Regions from separate parts of the Pan troglodytes genome. Here all the other regions are linked to region 2. The links are chromatin contacts, called in public Hi-C maps. All regions are on one chromosome and are shown on one strand. The core of a region is the stretch at or near the end of the contact, and the rest is flanking DNA. Distances in the headings are between cores, read along the strand shown. Region 1 has its middle 170 kb from the start of MN1. Region 2 overlaps MN1 (MN1 proto-oncogene, transcriptional regulator). Region 3 overlaps LOC107970337 (a long non-coding RNA gene).

Evidence for each region. Hi-C and Micro-C count contacts between places; a contact is called where the count stands out from the background.
Region 1: a contact with region 2 is called in a Hi-C map of induced pluripotent stem cells, with 2.0 times the contacts expected there. The contact joins two enhancer-like sites. A contact is called at or near these places in 1 of 7 Hi-C or Micro-C datasets (induced pluripotent stem cells) and 1 of 1 datasets of contacts at active chromatin or transcription factors (stem cell-derived excitatory neurons).
Region 3: a contact with region 2 is called in a Hi-C map of stem cell-derived neural progenitor cells, with 2.8 times the contacts expected there. The contact joins two enhancer-like sites. A contact is called at or near these places in 1 of 7 Hi-C or Micro-C datasets (stem cell-derived neural progenitor cells) and 1 of 1 datasets of contacts at active chromatin or transcription factors (stem cell-derived excitatory neurons).

Annotation. Positions count from the first base shown.
Region 1 is chr23:29,788,177-29,791,586 of NHGRI_mPanTro3-v2.0_pri, reverse strand. No RefSeq gene overlaps it. Among named protein-coding and RNA genes, the nearest start is that of MN1, 170 kb to the left of the region's middle. Within about 2 kb of position 1,451, at least 4 of the 24 cell types and tissues checked have an H3K27ac peak or open chromatin away from gene starts, as enhancers often do. A contact at or near this core is called in induced pluripotent stem cells, where this site is marked.
Region 2 is chr23:29,954,369-29,957,481 of NHGRI_mPanTro3-v2.0_pri, reverse strand. MN1 (MN1 proto-oncogene, transcriptional regulator) reads left to right here. Exons shown (of 2, transcript XM_016938877.4): 1 at 1-3,113. The coding sequence starts at 2,866. Among named protein-coding and RNA genes, the nearest start is that of MN1, 8.7 kb to the left of the region's middle. Within about 2 kb of position 1,546, at least 14 of the 24 cell types and tissues checked have an H3K27ac peak or open chromatin away from gene starts, as enhancers often do. A contact at or near this core is called in induced pluripotent stem cells and stem cell-derived neural progenitor cells, where this site is marked.
Region 3 is chr23:29,734,633-29,738,086 of NHGRI_mPanTro3-v2.0_pri, reverse strand. All of the region lies in intron 1 of LOC107970337 (a long non-coding RNA gene), which reads left to right. Among named protein-coding and RNA genes, the nearest start is that of MN1, 230 kb to the left of the region's middle. Within about 2 kb of position 1,601, at least 3 of the 24 cell types and tissues checked have an H3K27ac peak or open chromatin away from gene starts, as enhancers often do. A contact at or near this core is called in stem cell-derived neural progenitor cells, where this site is marked.

The sequences.
Region 1 (3,410 bases), core at 202-2,701, 170 kb after region 2:
AGCAGAGAAGCTCCCTAAGCATGGAGGCTGAGGCTTGAGGTCTACACGGAGTGGCACTCCTGGGCCTGGGGACTCCAAGGTGGGAGGCAAAGCCCCCAAGTCCTTTGTTAAATACACACGCTGGCCCAGAGGGAGAAAAATGCCACATGGAGTCACACATACACACACACACACGCATACTCACATATACACACACTCACATACACACATTAAAATACACACTCAAATATACACACTAACATATACACACATATACACACATTCATATATACACACACTCACATACATATGCATACTCACATATACACACACAATCACATACACACACACTCACATATACACACATACACACTGAATATATAGAAACATGCACACATATACACACATGCATATATACACATATTTACATATACACACATACACACATGCATACTCATATACACACACAATCACATCTACACACATACACACTAAAATACACACTGAAATATACACAAACTTACACACATACACACGCATGCATATATACACATATTTACATATACACACATACAGTTACATATACACACACGCACATACACACATGCATACTCACATATACATATACACACACAATCACATCTACACACACATCTACACACATACACACTAAAATACACACTGAAATATACACAAACTTACACACATATACACACATTCATAGATACACATATTTACATATACACCCATGCAGTCACATATACACACACTCACATGTATACACACTCACATACACACACTAAAATACACATCCAAATATACACACACTAACATATACACACATTCATATACGCACACTAACACATACACACATGCGCACTCATACATACATACACACACTCACATGTACACATATATTCACATATACACACACCCCACATGCACACTCCCTTCCAGGCCAACTTATAAGAGCTTAGAAACAGAGACCCCACATGCCTCCCATTTTGCAAATGATTCTTAACACCTACTGTGTGTCTGGCATGGGAATACAGAGTCATCCAGATACAGAGAAATCCCTGCCTCAGGCACATGGACCCCCTGAAACTGCATCATTGCAAACAGAGTCTTACCCCCACAGCCCTCTGAAAACACACATGTAGGAGGTCCCTTTCCCCTCCACACCACCCTCTCTGGTTCCGAAGCTTTCATGCCTGCTGCCTGGGGTGGTGGGAGGTGGGTGGGGGTTCAGATAGCATTGATGGCGGCAGTGTCCTCCAGGGTCCCCAGGCCTCCTCATGATCCCCAGATGGGAATCCTTTGATTGACATCAGCCCTGTCCCCTGTCTTCCCTCCACCCACCCCCCGCCCTGCTCGCCTGACCAACCTTTGTGATGGGGGATGGGAGCAGAGGGGAGGCCCCAGGAGAAGATTCTTCAAAGAAAGTCCCTGCCCCCACCTCTGCCCTGCTGCGTTCAGAGCCTCTGGAGTGGCTCCCCCTGGGGGGCCTGGCCTGGTTAGAATAGGGGCCTGAGCAGGCCTCCAGGTGGCTTAGAGGGATGAAGGATACTCCAGTTGGGGGGGACACATGGATCCCAGCAGGACAGCATTTCCTAAATATTTTCTGCCCCTTTTGGGGACCAAGCAACAAAGTCCAGCCTCCAGGCTCATGCGGAGCCCACCAGGTGCACCGTTCTCTGTCCGGGCTGAGTACACCCACAGGCAGCTCTGGGGTGGGGGGTAGGGGCAGAGGGCCGTGGAGACCGCCATCTGCACGGCTTTCTTGGCTGCCTCCCCTCCCTGGGGGTCGAGAGGGGCCGGGATCGATGCTGGGCCCAGCTGCCCAGCGGCGCCCCCATCCCAAGCCAGCCTGGCCTGGGTCTAATTGATTACACTGGGGCGTCTGCGAGGGCCCAGGTGGCAAGGCCCAGGCAGCCTCTGGCTCCCCTAAGGCACGGCCTGGCTGGGGACAGGGGTGTGGGAAAGAAAGAAGGCACGGGGCGGGGTGTCTGTGAGTCCCAATTAAGCCATGAGTGGCACAGCCTGGGCTGCCCCTAATTTGGTTTGGGATAATGAGCCAGGGAAATTGGCTCCTGTCTGACTGGAGTTTAAGCCCCATCTGGGCTGGGCCCTGGGAATAGCCTCTTCAGTCCCTGCCCTGGGGATTAGGAGAGGGGGTGGAGCTGGCTCCTCTGGTGGGCACAGCTCTCTACAGTGTGCAGACACTTTCTCCTGTGTGTTATTGATGGCATATATTTTTGGGGGATGGGGGCAGTTACTATTACTGCTCCATTTTACAGATGGGCAAACTGAGGCCCAGAGAGGGGAAATGAAGCCTCCCAGTTCATTCCTGGCTGGATCCAAGACTTGAACCCAGATTTTCTCCTTTTTCTTTCTGATTGATACATATATATATATTCTTTTTTTCTGGATTGCCCAATTTAGCAAATAAAGACAAAGGAGGCCAGGCGCAGTGGCTTACGCCTGTAACCCTAGCACTTTGGGAGACCAAGGCGGGTGGATCACGAGGTCAGGAGATGGAGACCATCCTGGCTAACATGGTGAAACCCCATCTCTACTAAAAAAACATAAAAAATTAGCCGGGCATGGTGGTGGACACCTGTAGTCCCAGCTACTCAGGGGGCTGAGGCAGGAGAATTGCTTGAACCTGGGAGGCGGAGGTTGCAGTGAGCCGAGATCATGCCACTGCACTCCAGCCTGGGCGACAGAGCAAGACTCTATCTCAAAAAAAAAAAAAAAAAAAAAAAAAAAAAGACACAGGACTTCCAGTTAAATTTGAATTTCAGATAAATAATATATAAAATTAGTATGTCTGTCTCATGAAATATTTGGGATATCCTCATACTAAGAAAATCTGATTTGTTCTGTATGTTACCTGGCAACACTAGCCATTATTCTTTAGGACCTTGGTGGAATCTGGGGGTAGAGGAAACAAACTTTGGAGCCAGTCAGACTGGTTCAAACTGGTTTTGCCACTTTCCTCCCATGTGGTTGTAGTAGACAGAATAATGCCCCATCTCCCACCTGCAAGATGTCCACTTCCTAATCCTTGAAACCTGTAATATGTTACCTTATGTGGCCAAAGAGACTTTGAAGTTAAGGATCTCGAAATAGAGAAATTATCCTGGATTATCTGGGTGGGTCAATGTCATCACAAGGGTCCTTATAAGAGGAAGGCAGGAGGGTCAGAGTCAGAAAAGGAGATGTGACGATGGAAGGAGGAGGGAGTGACGTGCTTTGAAGATGGAAGAGGGAGCCATGAGCCAAGGAATGCTGTGGAAGCTGCTTTCCTAGAAGTTGGAAAAGGCAGGGAAATGGATCCTGTCCTAGAGCCTCCAGAAGGAATGCAGTCCTGCCAGCATCTTGATTTTAGTCCCTGTGTTAGTCTGTTCTTGCACTGCTATAAAGAAATG
Region 2 (3,113 bases), core at 297-2,796:
AATTTCTTAGGAATTCTGCCGCTACCCCAAAGTTGAGCCCATTTCCCCCCACCCCCCGGCATGTCGGTTCTGGCATACTTAGCACTGCCTTCCTAGCCGCAACTCCGGGGAGCAATGAATCTGCGCGTACGACATGGTAACTTTTTAACTCCGGCCCGCGAGGGTAGAGTGCTTAATCTAAGGTTTTTAAATAAAAAGGGCTCAGGGGTCGGTTTTATTATAACGTTTATTTCATTTCAGATTTCATGCGTAATTTAGCAAACGCTAGACAGACTCGGGCGATAAACACTTTCTTTTGTGGGGGGGAAAGGCATTTTCATACACCACGCTTAATTTTATTTAGATTTAATAGCGATATCAGGGGCACTTCAAAGAAAGTTCTTTTTTCGCCCTTCTCCTAAGAATGCGAATCTGCTAGCAAAATCGCCTCGTGCTATTTTATGGCAAGGAAAATTAAAGGCCTTCTCCCCCCTCCTTCCCTACACACACTTTAGGGAGGAACACACACACACACACACGCATGCACACACACACGCACGCACGCAGGCGCGCGCACACGCACACAGGCGCACAGAATAAACACCCCTATCCTCCATCACCTCTAACTTCCAACTTCTAATTGCAAGATAGATTTCAGCCTCTGTGGGGATCAGGACGATCTAAACATTTTAACTAAGATTATTGGGATAAATATTTCATAAAGAGCAGGGCAGATATTAAATTACTCCTATTGATTTTAGTATCACAGCCCAATTCCATTCCTCGGCCTCTTCAGTTTAATTGATCTCTTAAGGAGGCCAACTTCGCACCCGCAGAGGGCCTGGGTCTTGGACCGGGTGGCCCAGGGCAAGGTGTGCGGCCCGGCGGGTGCGCCCTCTTCGTGCGTGTCTTCTCGGGGTTCCCAGCCGCCTCGCAAGTCGCTCCGGTTACTGGGCTCAACCGATGTGCTCCCCCATAAAGTGGCTGAGTGACTGTGACTCCTTGGAGCCCACGCCGGCCGGTGAGAACCGGGAACCCCAGGCAGTGGGGAAGGGGAACAATTGTGAGCGCCCTAGTGACGGAGGAGTGAGCAAGCTCCCAGTTCTCTCGAGGAGAACCCTAACTTCGAGGTTCCCCGTCTGCTTTACCCTCCAAGAAAATCCCAGGGCCGGCTAACTTGGGCGCCGCTAGCGGAGAACGGAGTGTTCACCCCGGAGCCGAAGTGCAGTAGACACTTAGCGACTTTCCGTGGCGAGTCCAGGGTCTTTGCCTGGCGACCTCATTGTCTGAGCGCCCCGTACCGCTCACCGCCCACCTCCCCGCCCCCTGCCCACCCGGTGGGTCTCTCTCCAGTTGGGGGTGGGGAGTTGGGAACAGTGTGAATGGGAAGGGGGTGAACAAAGCCAAGCTCCCGCCATTCTCCTCCGCCTGCACCCTCTCCAGCTCGATGCGCCCGGAGGCCGGGGCGCGCCCCCAGCGCACTGACGCCGGACCCCGAGGAGAGGCGGGCGCAGGGGACCCCAGAGCTGGGGTAGTGCGGGTTCGTGGCGGGGGCTTCGTCAGCTAGGACCCCGGACCACCTTAAGAGCGAGCCCCGCCCCGGGCCCGGAACTTGGGCGGCGCTGATTGGTGCAAATGTAATGGCTGAAATTGATTGCTGAAATGCAAAACTTGTTGCTGCTTCTCCCGGCGCTGGGCGAGAGGCAGACACAGAGAGGGGAGCCGAGACCCTCGGAACGCCCCACGCAGAGCCCCCCCGCTAGTCGGGAGAGGGGTGCGCAGACCCCCCAGAGCTGCCCCCGCGCCCCCCTCCCCCCATTCCGGGCTCTGAGAGCGCAGCGGGAACGCCTTAGCCTGCTCGCCCGGCGTGGCCCCCCGACCCGCGTACGCCCCCCTCCCTCAGGTCCGAGAGGGACTCGCGAAGCACCTCAGCGCGGAGGCAGGGAACCGGAGCCTTGGAGCGACCCAACCCCTCGTCTCGCTGCCCTCCCGCGCCTGCAACGGTGCGCGGAGACTCCGGCGAACTCAGACACCCAACGGCGGAGAACAGAAGCGGCAGGCGGCGGACGTGGCCGCGAAGCTGCGCGCCGGGCGCAGCGCACCCGCTGCCGAGCAGAGGAGCCGCGCCTTTCCCCGACCCTCGTCTCCAGCCCCCGGCGCCTGCCGCCTCGCAGCCCCTCTGCGTCCTCAGCTCGGGGGCCGGCACCGGCGATGCCGAGCGGAGCCTCCAGTCCTCCGACCCGCTGAAGAAGCAGCAGCCGCTCGCCCGGAGCCTACGGGGATTGTGCGAGCGGATCGTGCTCGGTGGAGGCTCGGGCTGCGGGGCGCGGGGACTCCGGGGGGCGGGGGGAGGGACCGCTCTGTCGGTGCCCGGCGCTAGCCGCGGCTTTGAAGGGTCTCCCTCCCCTGCCCTTAGCAGCTCTGCCACGGACTCCGGGAGGCTGCGGGCGGCGTCCTGGGGGCTCCCCAGCAGACCCAATCGGACTTGAGAAGGTGATCGCTCTGCTCTCCCAACCCCCTTCCCTCCCCATTCCCCCCACTTAACTTTTTGTCTCCGTTCATCCGCGGCTTCGTCCCCTCCCCGCAGACCCACCCGCGGCTGTGACAACCGCCCGGGGCATGGGCCCCCCAACACGGCTCCTAGAGGCCCCGCGGCCTCGCAAGATGTGAGAGGCCCTCCCCGGGCAGAATCGGAGCTTCGGGAGAGGAGCTGATACCCCGCCCCCCGTCCCTCACATCAGGCGGGGTGGAGGTGCGCGCTGAGCCCCCGCGGTGCTGAGCGTCCCGGAGCGCCCAATCCTGGGCTGGAACGAGTAGCTGGCCGGAGGCGCGCCGCGGAGAGCCGGCTGTCATGCCCTATTGATCCCCCTCTGCCCCCCGCCAAGTATGTTTGGGCTGGACCAATTCGAGCCCCAGATCAACAGCAGGAACGCTGGCCAGGGCGAGAGGAACTTTAACGAGACCGGACTGAGCATGAACACCCACTTTAAGGCCCCGGCTTTCCACACTGGGGGGCCCCCTGGCCCTGTGGATCCTGCTATGAGCGCGCTGGGCGAACCCCCGATCTTGGGCATGAACATGGAGCCCTACGGCTTCCACGCGCGCGGCCACTCGGAGTTGCACGCAGGGGGGCT
Region 3 (3,454 bases), core at 352-2,851, 220 kb after region 2:
ATTCATATAAAGTGCTTGGAACAGTGTCTGGAAGATAATAATAATACAATTAATAGTAATTCAGGATATGATGATTAATTTTTTAGGCTTATGATACAAGTTCCGCAATAACAGTCACTCCTCTGGGCATCTGTTATTTGCCAGGCATCTTGTCAGGTGCTTTGCAAGACATCTTCTCATTAGACCTTCGTCGTGGCCTTGGGGGGCACCTTTTATTATCCTTATTTCACTGACTAGGAAACTAAGGCTCATAGATGCCATGACTTACCCATAATTTTATTTTTTAGTTTTTCTAGAGACAGAATCTAGCTCTGTAGTCCAGGCTGGAGTGCTGGGGTGCAATCCTAGCTCACTGCAATCTCCAACTTCTGGGCTCTAGTGATCCTCCTGCCTCAGCCTCCTGAGTAGCCGGGACTGCAGGCACACATCATCACACCTGGCTATTTAAAAAATTTTTTGTAGAGATGCAGTCTCACTATGTTGCCCAGGCTGGTCTCAAATTCCTGGCCTCAAGTTATCCTCCGGCCTTGGTCTCCCAAAGTGCCGGGATTCCAGGCATAAGCCACTGTGCCAGGTCCTTACTTATAATATCAAAACCAAGAAGGAGAGAAGCCAGGGGTTGAGATTACCTTCTTGGTGGAATATCCCCCAATCTCGGTCTTTCATGGCCACCTAGGTAGTTTTTGCCCCATTATTAACCCAACATCATTCTTTAAATCCACTTTACACTAACTCACTTAAAAAAGATTTTAGCCTCAGCCTTAGCAACAATATCCATGACATCCCAAATTGGAAGTGATATTTTTAATACACATAAAAATAAATATTTGAGAATTAAAAACAAAAAGTTTTATGCCTGTGTACCACCATCTCCCAGCCACTGGGGTGTTTAAACCTCTTTTTGGGACTTACTGATCCAGTTCAACCATCTTATTTCATGGGTGGGGAAGTGGGAGTGTCACACAGAAAAGTTCAGTGATTTGCCTAAAGCCACACAGCAAACACAGCTGAGACCTCCTGACTCCCGAGCCTGGGGCATTCCCTGCCCCTCAAACAAGTGTGTATGTCAGGAGAGGCGGAGCTCACCCAGGGGTAGGCCCTGCCTGAGTTTGGAAGGAGACCAGGCTCCGCTTCACAGACACCATCTCTGTTAACCCTCAGTGCACCTCTTAAGGAATGCCTTCTTGTTCCTATTTTAAAGTTGAAAGGACTGAGGCTCAGAGAGGTAGAGCAAGTCTCCAGAGGACACACAGTAAGGGGTGGAGCTGGGATTTGAACCCCAGATCTGGGTGCCGTGCATTGGAGAATGTCGCTAAGGACGCGCGGACTTGGTGGAAGGAACACCGCTGTCAGGGGTGACGGTGCGGAGGACACAGGTCGGCTGGGAGCCTTCAGTGTTGGGACCGAACGACCTTCTTTTCCTCTTAGCCTGAAACATCTATGCTGCTGTACCTTTCCGCTTTCTGGAATAGATTTAGGTTGCAGAGGCCTTTGCTGCAGCTGACGTGCTGCGTATTTTTAACTTGGAGAAGAATGTCCTGGGCTTTCTGAGCCTCCCGCCAGCCGCACCTCCTTGGGACCAGGAATGCAGCCTGCTTCCTGCCTTCAGTAGCCTCTCATTTTCTCCCCAGCACAGCAGCCCTGTCTTCTCAAGTCCAGACGGCTAAAGGTCTTGGGAATTTTCGTAAAACTCTTAAACCTGGCTGTGAGCCAAAGGGAAACAGCTCAGAGAAGGCTGACGCTGTCTGGGAGATGATAGAAATATGGCATTCCTGCGGCAGGCGATTCCTGAATTTACGGGGGGCGGCATGCAGGCCCATCAACAAGCAGCCGGCCCTGATGGCTGGATCTTTGCGGCACCCAGAGACGCAGCCGGCAGGAAAAGAAGCGGAATAATCGCAGCCAGTTATGCAGCTTTTGCTGTGGGCCAGTGTTCATTGGTCTTCATGGGTTAGCTCCCCAAAGCCTCATGAGCTGAATGGGACCCAGAGAGGTACACTAACTGGTTCAGGGTCACACAGCCAGGAAGTGGTGGGCCTGGAATTCAAGCTCAGTCTTTGCTGCTATACATCCCTGTTACATACACCTAGACACATCCACCTATCCATGTATGTACACACAAGCAAGCACAGATACAATACATGTGTGCATGCAAACACACAGGCAACACACACACAAAGACATGGATGCAGCACAAGAACACATATGCATATGCAACATGCATGCACATACAACACACGATAGACACAGTGCTTACACGAACACACGTACACACACGTATACCATGTGCATGCATGCACTGACTCATAGACACATTCCAAAACCTGAAGCCAAAGTGCTTACCTGGCTATCTGGAGCAGGGCCAGGACTCTGTCCCTCAGACCCTGGGAGCACCAGCTTCCTTCCTCCCTTCCCTCCCTTCCCACAGATGTTTGCTGTGGTTCCGGCCAACTAGCCAGATGTGCACCACGGCCCAGGATGTCTCAGAGACCCAGAGGCTGAGGGGGTTGCCAGACTGCCCCCAGATGTCTCCGTGACACCATCCGGCCCCAGGCTGAGAGGAGCCAGACCCTTGAAAGGGACCCATTGCTCTGCAAGGTTGCTGGGCTCTCATGGTGCAGGGGGCAGTTTGCCACGAGAGCTGAATTTTGTGGTCCAAGCAGGAATTCTAAGGCTGAGTCCAGTTTGAAGCTACCATGAGACTGGGGGCTAGCCCTCTGCCCTTCCTGAGCCTTAGTTTCCACTGCATGCAGTGGGGAGAGCCAGGCCAGGTTGGCCTCTCGAGGGTGTCTTGGGGACTGAACACATTTAAAATGGAAAGGAATCTTAAAGATATCTTTAGTTCTCAATTTGCTGATGGGGAAACTAAGGTTCATACCACGCTGAGAGTTAGTGGCAAAATTGAGCTTGGAAACCGGCTCCTACAATCTTGGCTGGAAATGTCTCATATTTAACTTAACCAGCTTCTTCATCGGCAGCATGTAGCAGAACACAGGAATGAAAAGATTGTTCTGTCTTCTTGCTAGCAGGCCTGTTCTGACATTTCCTTTTTGCCCCTGGACATTTTTCTCTGGGGTTACTGATGAACAAAATGGAATTTTTTCTGAGACGCATCCAATTGGTCCAAATACCAGTGCCCCCAAATATAACATTTACTTCTCCCAAACCCCGGGCTTTGGTCTGTTTCACCCCAGACTCCCCAATCCAGATTTCAGAGGCTTGGGGTCAACGGCAAGGACATTGCATTATAGTGCCCCGTACTGATGCGACTATAGGCTGGGTTTGGGCTGTCTCTCTCTTCTCAGGGAGGTGGCAAGGAGGGAGAATGTCAGTGTCAGGAGTATGGGCTTCCGAGTGAGGCAGATGTGAGCTCAAATCCCCGCCAGGTCTCTCACCAGCTGAGTGACCTTGGGCATGTTTCTTAACCTCTCTGAGCCTCAGTTTTCTCATCTGT